Linked DNA regions of Triticum aestivum: region 1 is linked to region 2. Evidence: chromatin contacts called from public Hi-C data. All regions are on one chromosome and are shown on one strand. The core of a region is the stretch at or near the end of the contact, and the rest is flanking DNA. Distances in the headings are between cores, read along the strand shown. Region 1 holds the start of LOC123188120 (polyol transporter 5). Region 2 has its middle 25 kb from the start of LOC123188118.

The links. Hi-C and Micro-C count contacts between places; a contact is called where the count stands out from the background.
Region 1: a contact with region 2 is called in a Hi-C map of leaf, with 5 times the contacts expected there. The contact joins the promoter of LOC123188120 here to the enhancer-like site in region 2. A contact is called at or near these places in 1 of 5 Hi-C or Micro-C datasets (leaf) and 1 of 1 datasets of contacts at active chromatin or transcription factors (leaf).

Annotation. Positions count from the first base shown.
Region 1 is chr2A:159,013,929-159,019,293 of IWGSC CS RefSeq v2.1, reverse strand. LOC123188120 (polyol transporter 5) reads right to left here and starts at 1,859. Exons shown (of 2, transcript XM_044600160.1): 1 at 1,644-1,859; 2 at 1-1,524. The coding sequence starts at 1,755. The coding sequence ends at 89.
Region 2 is chr2A:158,767,212-158,772,313 of IWGSC CS RefSeq v2.1, reverse strand. No RefSeq gene overlaps it. Among protein-coding and RNA genes, the nearest start is that of LOC123188118, 25 kb to the right of the region's middle. Within about 2 kb of position 3,798, at least 2 of the 8 cell types and tissues checked have an H3K27ac peak or open chromatin away from gene starts, as enhancers often do. A contact at or near this core is called in leaf, where this site is marked.

The sequences.
Region 1 (5,365 bases), core at 610-3,109, 250 kb before region 2:
TCGTCATCTATGTGGCAGTGTGGCAGCTAGCTAGCCGAGACGGACGGATACAGCGCAAGTCTTCGCATCGCGATCTGCCAACTTGCGTTCAGTTGGTGGCGGCCATTTCCACCTTCTTCTCCTTCCCGGCGTCGTCGTCGGCATCCGCGGCGCCCTGCTTGTGCGTGGCCGTGTGGCCGAACAGCGAGCTCATGTCCTCCAGCGTGCGGCCGCGGGTCTCCGGCAGGTAGGCGAAGAAGAACACCCAGGCGAACGAGGCGATGCCGGCGAAGAGGAAGAAGGCGCCGCCGATGGTCATGGCCTTGGACAGCGAAATGAAGGTCATGGAGATCACGCCGCTGGTCAGGCGGTTGACGGCCACGCCGAGGGAGCAGCCCAGCGCGCGCACGTGCAGCGGGAAGATCTCCGAGCTGTACACCCAAGTGATGGGGCCGAGGCCGATGGAGAAGAAGGCCACGTAGGCCATGATGCAGAAGATGCACAGGACGATGGCCCAGGTGATCTTCTCGTCCGGGTGGCGGCTGATGACGGTGAGCCCCGTCGCGAGGCCCACTAGGGAGACGATCACGCCGCCCGTGCTGCTCAGCAGAAGCGGCCGCCGGCCGATGCGGTCGAGGAGGAAGGTGGCCACCAGGATGAAGACTGTCTTGGTGGCCCCGACGGCCACGGTGGTGCCGAGGAGGCGGTTGTCGCCCGTGATGCCGGCGCTCTTGAAAACTCGCGGGCTGTAGAGCACGACGGCGTCGATGCCCGAAGACTGCTGGAAGAAGTGGATGCCGATTCCCGCGATGAGGATGTGGCGCATGGCTTTGGTCGGGGAAAGGATGAGGTCCTTCCACACGCGCTTCTCCTCGCTGCTTCCTTTGTTTTTGGGCACGGCGACCACGTCGCCGTCGAGGTCCAGAGGGATGCCGGCGGCAGTCTTGATGTCGGCGAGGCGCTCAGCGGCCTCCTCGGGCGTGTCGGAAGTCTTGGCAAGAACAACCTTGGCGTCCGCGAGACGGCCCTTCATGACGAGCCACCGGGGAGACTCGGGCATGCCGAGCACCATGAACGCGAGCAGGACGGACGGCACCGCGCCTATGCCGAGCATGATGCGCCAGCCGAGGTGGAGGGAGAGGCGGGCGAAGGCGAAGTTAGAGACATATCCGAGCAGGATGCCGAAGTTGATGAACACCTCCGGGAAGGAGGTGAGGAAGCCACGGGCAGACGCGGGGGACACCTCGGCCGTGTACACGGGCGCGATCATAAGAGCGTACCCCACGCCGATGCCGGCCACGAAGCGGCCGAACATGAGCATGGCGTAGTTGACGGAGAAGCCCATGATGAGGGCTCCCGCGAAGAAGATGACGGCGGCGAAGACGATGGTGAAGCGCCGGCCGATCCAGTCGGACGTCCGCCCCGCCGCGAAGGAGCCAATGAGCGAGTACACGTTGAGGATGCCCATGAGGACCTCCAGCTGGGTGTCGTTGATCTTCAGGTCCTTCTGGATGTACAGCGACGCTCCACTCATCACGCCGATGTCTGCAGACCCAAACAAACCGTGATCAGCCCATGCAAAGCACGTACGTACGTACCTACCATATGCAACAGATCCAGCCAAATGGTCTGTGCGCAAGAACTTTAGGGCGAGCTAGACGTACCGTAGCCGAGGAGGATGGAGGTCATGGAGGCGAGGATGGCGCAGGCGAAGGCGAACCTCACGTTGCCCTTCTTCTTGGGCTCGACGGCCGCCGGGAGCGCGGCGCGGTCCATCGTCGACGACGCCCCTCTGCTCGCTGCCTGAGGATTATGCCGACGAGGTCCTCCTTGTGTATAGTTTAGTGGTGCTCGAGAGCTGGTTTCTATGTGCCAGTGGAGTGTTGCGTTGCCGGGGAGGGACGCATTTATAGACACAACACACAAGTTGGGGGCTTCAGCTCAGCTCAGAGCCAAAGACACAAGGGCAGAAGGTGGAATAGTATACGTAGGCGTGGGCCCGCATCGCGGTAACTGGCATGTGGGCCCACAGCATGACCAAGCGTGCCGTTGAATAATCATTCAGCGGTCACCGGGTGGTGTAGCTATCTCCTCTCTTGCAAAATACGCACGTCTCGCCTTGCTGCCACAGTCCCATAGGCGATGCCAGATTAATCTGCCGCACGACCACTTGGGTCTTCGCCTCGTTGGACCGGCGCTCCTGGAGTTGTTGGACGTGGTTATCACCGGATCACCTCCCGGCGCCGATATGGCTGAAATGCTGCATCGTCTCTTTTCTGACGGTCTGAATTTGGTACAAGTAATAATAAAAAATGGGATTAAGATGCATGTGGGGTGGATCAGTCGTCAATTTGCGTGATTTTATCCACCCAAAAGGAAAAGGAGAAGAAATATCTGCGTTCTTTCTCACTAGGGCAGCAGCATCCCCTTTGGATTAGGGCAAATAGAAGGGGAGAAGGCCTCCCTCGAAAGCGAACCGTACAAAGACTTGTAGCGCCACTTTCACCACTCATGCATGCTTGCATTTCATACGCAGTATTGCTGTCCTTTGAGTTTCGAGCATTAGACATGTGCTCCCTTCGATTCCAAAATGATTTAAGTCTTAGGTTTGTCCTAAGTCAAATGTACTTATGTTTGCTCAATACTTCGATAGGATTGCAAACGCTTTTACATAAGCTTCCTAGAAACCCGGCTCAATTTTCAGGGGGGCGGGGCCCCTTCCTCCTTCTTCTTCAATCACAATAATCCATCTGGCAGTGTACGTAAAGCAGGTAGCTTTGTTTACGTAGATGTAGCATTGCCCCTATCACACAATATAAGATCGTTCTTCAAGCTAACAATAGTTTCAAAAACAATCTTACATTGTGAGATGAGGGAGTATACGCCAAGATCTACAACATTAAATGTGTATAGTATGAAAATATATTTCATAAATAATCTCACGTGACTAATTTGATGTTTACTAGTAAATGCGCACGTGCAATGCACGTTGATATTTAGGCAATATATTAATTGCACGCGGATATTAGGTATGCTATTATTTGTGTGTTAATTCTATGATTAGTGCAATATTTGGTATGATATTAATTGCACGTTAAACACGTTGAACGCTCGTCATTGGAGTAATCTAGGTCGTTGGATTGACTTAGATGATGATCGAGATTAGTTGGATCTGCCCCTTTGGGTCTTTTTATATTGACTATTAATAATGTATGTGCAATGCACATTTATATTAGGTAGAATATTAGTTGCACGCTATATTAGGTAAGATATATATGTTGCACGTTGGCATTTGGTAAGATATCAATTACTTTTTTCGCGGGAAGGTATTATGTTAATTACATGGCAGATTTCATGGGATAACGTTGAGTCAAAACGTGTTTATAACCAATGGCAGTGGTGGGTAATTAGAGCGTTAAACGTGTTTGATGCTCAATATTGAAGCGATTTGAATCGCTAGATAACATGATTTGACGGTCGAGATGGTTTGGATCTACCTCTTTGGGTCTTTTTATATCGGTATAGATAGATGATATAGATATAGATATATTCTTCTATATACTTGACAAACTTAATTATTTTTTACTATGGATAAACCCAGAGGCTAGAACTCAATTATTTTGGAATGGATGTAGTATTCTCTTGAACGCTCAATATAAACCTTGCTTGTTCTTTTGAATTAACCTGGTAGCGATTCTCTATTATACTCATATAAAAAGGTTTCTTAGTACACCTGGCATTGACATATACATTCTCTTATTTCGCAAAAAAAAAGACAGATACGATCCCTCTATGCTAATGCTAGCAAACAAAACTCCCTCTATTTCATTTTGCTTTGCACACTACTACAAGTTAAAGAAGGCACATTTTTTGATGTATTGGCTTGCTGTGTCTTGGTTTCGTAATATGCAATGTAATCCAAAATAACTAAGAAACTGATAAAGGCCGCCATCTAGCGCTATCACGTATATATCTGCCAATAAACTATAATTCAAATGTACAAATTAATCCACACAGCGCGCCGGAACACACCAGCGCCGGATCACATGCTCGATCACAACCAAAAAGAAACAAATATGTTTAGTTTTTACATGCTTGAATCCAAAAGAAAAACAATCCGACTGTCCATGCATTTCTGCCCTACCGGGCCAGCAATCCTAGTCGTTTCCTTCCCGATCAAGGTGGTGATGTCACTGTCGCATAGGCAGCCTCCACGTCCGCGTTTGTGTATCCCTCGGTCGCGTCCTCGTCGTCCGCTGTTGCAATATCTGGTAGCTGATGGATTGCACGATGATTCTTGCATCGGCATCCAAAGAGTCCACATTCAAGGTCAACATCTTGGCCTCCTCCGCATTGGCGGTGATGTGCAACTTTTTTTCTCGAGCGCGGCCTTCCTCTCTTCAATCATCCTCCTCCTCTGTTCGAGCTTGAGCTTCTTGTCAGTCGCCTCCATCAACAGTTTGAACCTCTCCGCCTTCTTCTCCCCCTTGACATCCAAGCGCTTCACACATGCCTCCTCCTTCTTCGCCAAGATGTCCTCAAACCTCTCCATCAGCTTGGCTGTTGCACCTTCTTGATTCTCCCTCTCCTCCTCCCACTTCTCCCACCATAAATTTATTCTAACCTTCTTCGGCGGTTCTTCGGTTTGGTCAGTAGGGTCACCGGTTTCTTCCACATTGGCTTGGGCGGCGGTCTTGGCTACGAAAATGTTTCACTTCGGTTGTCCATTCAACTTCAACCAACAATGCATGATGGTGAATGACTTCTTCTTGTACACCACACAAGCATGAGTAGGCTACGAAAGAATGCATATACGACTAGTGAGCAACAAAACAAATGCATGTCCGGCTAGTGATCAACAAAACTATGCATCTTGGGCTAGTATGAACAAAAATATGCATGTCCGGCTAGTGATGAACAAAACTATGCATCTCCGGCTAATGATCAACAAAACTATGCATCTCCGACTAGTGATCAACTTACTTGCTCGGTGATTTGAGCACCGCTAGACCACCGTGCGATGAGATGCTTCAAGTGCCCGCAACACTTGGACACGGCCTCTTGGATGGTGTACCATCGATGGAGGGACTTCCATTCACGGTTGCAGATGAGCGCGTCGGAGTAGGGCGCAAAATCCTTTTGTTCATGGAACCATATGTGAATGTTCCCCCAAAATGTTGTGCCCTTTTGCTCCGTGCCATGGATCGGATCAATGCTAGTGGACAATCATGCATCGCACAACAGCTCATCCTCCCGCATGAAGTTTTCTCCTCTACCCTTCTTCTTTGGATGTCGGTCGTATCATCCAGATCATCATCCTCACTATCCTCCTCCTCCACCCCCTCCCCCGACTGCTGTTCTCCGGCGGCCCAATGATGTTGTTGTT
Region 2 (5,102 bases), core at 2,549-5,048:
GCGGTTGGGTTATAATGGGAACCCCTTGGCAGTTTGCCTTGAATAAAACTCCTCCAGTAAGGCCCGACCTTGATTTTACCATTTGCCACCTAGCCTTTTTCCCTTGGGTTTCGTGGACTCAAGGGTCATCTTTATTTTAAACCCCCGGGCCAGTGCTTCTCTAAGTGTTGGTCCAACCCAGAGCACCGTGCGGGGCCGTCCCTTGGCAACTTGGGTTACGTTGGCTCCCGTACGCTTACGAATTGATCCGAGACCGCGATCCAATGAGGCGTTTGGTTCCCACTCCTGTATCGTTTTCGACTTTTAGTATCGGGAAGCGCTGCTTCTGAAATTTTCTCTTGAATACGCGTTTTGTTTGGTTTGGGCACAAGCGAGTACGGAGCAAAGGGGATTCTGTATCCGGCCGGATCGGTCGTTTTTGCGGATGTGAAGCCCTGTATGAGATAGCGTCGTAACAAAAAAACAGACCGACCGAACCAAACAGCTGCTACTATTTTACAAAAGCGCTGTAATCGGAAGCGGGGGTTTTCCACCCAACCAAACGCGTTGTTAGCTTATCCGGTGTGCCCTGAGAACGAGATATGTGCAGCTCCTATCGGGATTTGTCGGCACAGCGGGTGGTCTTGCTGGACTTGTTTTACCATTGTCGAGGATGTCTTGTAACCGGGATGCCGAGTCTGATCGGGTCTTCCCGCTAGAAGGAATATCCTTCCTTGACCGTGAGAGCTTGTGATGGGCTAAGTTGGGACACCCCTGCAGGGATTTGAACTTTCGAAAGTCGTGCCCGCGGTTATGGGCAGATGGGAATTTGTTAACGTCCGGCTGTAGATAACATGAAACTTAACTTAATTAAAATGAATCAACCGCGTGTGTTACCGTGATGGTCTCTTCTCGGCGGAGTCCGGGAAGTGAACATGGTGTTGGAGTAATGCTTGATGTAGGTTGTTCTAGGATCACTTCTTGATCATAGTTCTTCGTTCGTGCTTTGCCTTCTCTTCTCGCTCTCTTTTGCGAACAGGTTAGCCACCATTATGCTAGTCGCTTGCTGCAGCTCCACATCATACCTTTGCCTTACCTATAAGCTTAAATAGTCTTGATCGCGAGGGTGCGAGATTGCTGAGTCCCCGTGACTCACAAATTACTTCCAAACCAGATGCAGGGACCGATGATACCGTTTCAGACGATGCGCTTGAGCTCAAGTGGGAGTTCGATGAAGACTCTCGTCGTTACTATGTGTCTTTCCCAGATGATCAGTAGTGGTGCCCAGTTGGGGCGATCGGGGACCGTGTCGCATGTGGGGGTTGATCTTTATTTTGGTACCGTAGTCGGACCATGAGTGTATTGGATGATTGTAATGTTATTCATATATTTGGGTGACGTGGCGAGTGTAAGCCAACTATGTATCTTTTCCCCTTTTATATATTTACATGGGTTGTTGTGAAGATTACCTTACTTGCGACATTGCTTTCAATGCGGTTATGCCTCTAAGTCGTGCTTCGACACGTAGGAGATATAGCCGCATCGAGGGCGTTACATATTTCCTTCGTCTTGATCATCTACCGGGTTGTCGGCTAAAGTATGAATAGGAGGAAAGCTCTGGATAGCATGCATATGTTGTATATTTAGCTAGGTGTTCCATTGGAGAGGTTTGACGACCATGATGCATACGTGGCTAACCATGTTGATCTTGTTTGTTACCCTTAGGTGGTTGGAGCCAAAAGCTCTCGCTTCAATAAGCTCGTGGATCCGATCGACGGACTGCTGTGTCACCCTTGCATCTCATCTCAAGCCACTGTGGTGGAGGACATGAAGAGGCTGACGACGGGGATCTAACTCTCCATTGAGATTTAGTTCATTTCTAGAGCTCACCAACCGTTGTGCTCAATGCGGAGCTACAATGCCTATAGAGGTCATCTTCTCTTGGGAGAGGGACCTTGTGTGATCTATGGCTGGTCTCCCTATGTTGTTGTCGCATATTCGGGAACCACTTGGAGCTTCGACATCCGTCGACGCCGACTCTCTTTATTTCCCCGGTCTAGATGCCAAAAGGGTGATAGTGAAGCTTCAAATGCGTCTGGTTCCCCTCACGTGTTGGTTCTATGTAATTTCTTGACTATGTCATTCCTTTTAAACATGTTTCGACCCTGACTTCGGTGAATATTCGTTGAGACATTTGTCAAAGCTAAGAACCTAGCAATTTCAAGGCATTCTTTAAATGTGGCTTGTAGTAAATTTTGAATTTCAATTCAGTTAACACATAAGTAATGCAATTTTAGCGCAACATATAAACAAGTTTGTGATTGTGATGGAGGGAGTAGTATTCGGGTTCTCCAATTTTCGTTTTTCTTTTTCCTCTTTCGCTTGACACGCTTTCATGGTGCATGCATCATTGAAGCATACAAAAGAAGTATTGCCAACTCCTGAAGACCCTTTTTGAGTATATCTAATGAATGATTAGGGAATCATTGAAGTTGTGTAGACTAATTGTCCTTTGTGCCAGCACAATAGTCAACCAAACTGATTTGTAGATTGCCAAATACACATGGAAAGCGCGTACGTTTGGTTTCAAATTCTTCTAGGCCAATCAACGACTGGCTTAGTTGGCTGATTCGTTTTTAAATGGGTGTGCCTAGGTCTCAGTTGGCCGAGACTTACCCAAGTCTTAGTCCAATGACATAACATATAAGAAAGAAAAAGAAAAATAGAAAAAAGATTTTTTTTTCTTTTTTGCGAATAACTGAAAAATATTTTACACGGATCTTAATGTAAGATCTCATAAATATGGCATCGAATGAGACATAATGAAGTCTTAGTTGGCTGAGATTTAGCAAGTCCGAATTTAAAAACCTTAACTAAGGATGCAGATTGGCCTATATATACTCTTATATTTTACGGCTAGGGAGATGCCCTCCTTGTATTAAGGATTTGGTGCCTCTTGATTGTAACCCTATGCATATGAAATAAAACTCTCTTTCTATCGCAAAAAAATATATATATTTTACTACTAGTTGTTCCGGCGTCACGGAAGAACCTGTGGAGATATTCTGTCAGACGAAGGAGCGATGGACGCATCAGCCGTCCTGGGCCGTGCACGTCGACCATGATCTCTCTACAATAACCATTTTAGTTACGTGCCCGATTAATGTAAACGAATTGAGTTAGCGTGCAGATTTGTACTGCCGAATCTTGTGGAAGTCGGCAGGACAGGGTGCAAAGTTTGCAGTATACCACGCAAAGTATGTACTCCCTCCGGTTCAAATTTATTGACGCAACTTTAATACAACTTTAGTATAAATTATAATTTTCTGCTTCATTGATGATAGTTACCGGCCGGGAAGAAGTTAAACCTTGTCGACCGTGAAGTCGTGTCGTGACCAGGGAGGCTCCTCTGCCGTGCGGAAGCGATTGCAAATTTGCACTCACAATTCGTTTTGGACGTATCATCCGATAAGAGCCTTTTTTTAGCCCAAAATAAATGTACAAAATTAAGACTTTATTTCAAAACGGAGGGAGTACCACACTAGCTAGCTGGTCGAAAACATGCAGCGGATCAGATCGGACAGCTATGTATGTACGCACCAGGCACAAATCAGCCAACCGAAACCAGCAAGCAGCTGGCCATAAGCTACAAGCAGCAGGCAGGCACAAATATATGCAGGAGCTGCCCATCCATGGCTAGAAGGTCGGCATCACGCCCGTAGACTTTGTCCTCGTTGGCTCGCTAGGATGGAACGTCGCCCTCGGCGCGGTCTCATCCCGATTCCATCGCGTGGCCGCGGTCCCTCCAGCAACCTCACGGTGCAGGCTGCAGATCTCAGGCCACCTCGGAGTCAAACCAATGGCCCGGGTCTCTCTCCATCCAGCGAGAGCCGCGCTCGGTGAGCCTCATTTCTCTTCCCTTCCGGGATTTCAGAGACTTTGACCCGGGCGCATCACGCGCGACGACTCACGGCGCCGAGGCACGCAAGAGGGCGCCAGGCCGCCTTCGCTGTCGCCGCGCTGCGGCGTCCATCTCTTTGACCACTCCGAATTATGGCGATCCGGTTGGGGATCTGTTCATGAGCTGGTCGTCCCTCGACCTGCCGCCCATACCTTTGCCAGTTTAAGCGAGGTGAACTGTAGTAGTACGTGCGAGTGGCCTGTGGTTCAGGTCTACCATCCAGCGCCGTGTGCTCTGACCGTTGGACTGCGGGTTCGACGAGGCTGCCCTGCCGCGAGTGGGCTCGACGTGGCGCCCCGTCGGTACGATTTATACACAAAGACAATACAACGCGCCGCACGTTTGCGGCTAAGTGAATTTAATATGGTCGATGATTAGGATCACGATAAGTGAAGTTGCAAGTCCATGCATGGGCAGCTGGGCTGTCTGTCTGTGCGGTTCGTCACACCTCACCGTGACGACGAGTTTGTGTACCATGTGGAAATTTCCACGTATGAAAAAGACCCACTACGTTACGAATGGCGGCACTGCGTGTCTGCATGATCTTTACAGCACACATGAAAAGGTGCATCAACTTCATATACATTGAGCCCGCAAAAAAGATCATATATACCGGTAGCTGCTTTTCACGTGCACAATAGTTTCCGTTTCTTTTTCGAGGCTGAAGTTTCTCCCTGACTAAGGCACGTTAGAATTTTCTTCTACTTGGCTCTTTCTGAACACTTCATTTTCACGCAGTCTACCAGTGCAAGAGAGTCAACAGGTCAACTGTAAGAGTGTTTGGAACGTGTGGATGGATTGCGAGTGCAACCGGTGTGGATATGAATGGAACACCAGCGTGGCAACATCGCCGGCCGGCTAGTCGGCCACGGGAGATCGAGGGAGATTATTGTACGCTGTGCTACAATCTACAGTACAAGTCAGTGCGCCAACGTTTCTTCTTGCTTTGCTTGGAGCCTGTGTAGTGTGTGCGAGCCGCACCCGCACGCACGGTAAGTCCGACAAGGCCTCACTCAATTACGTAACCGCGACAGCGTCATTTTCTATGCTGTTTTCACCTCTTTCTGCGTGGTCCTTTTCTGGGTACCCCTTTCTGAACTGAAGGAAACACTAAACTTAAATTCAGCTGCGGACAAATGTGTCCATGTTGATGTAAACCGGC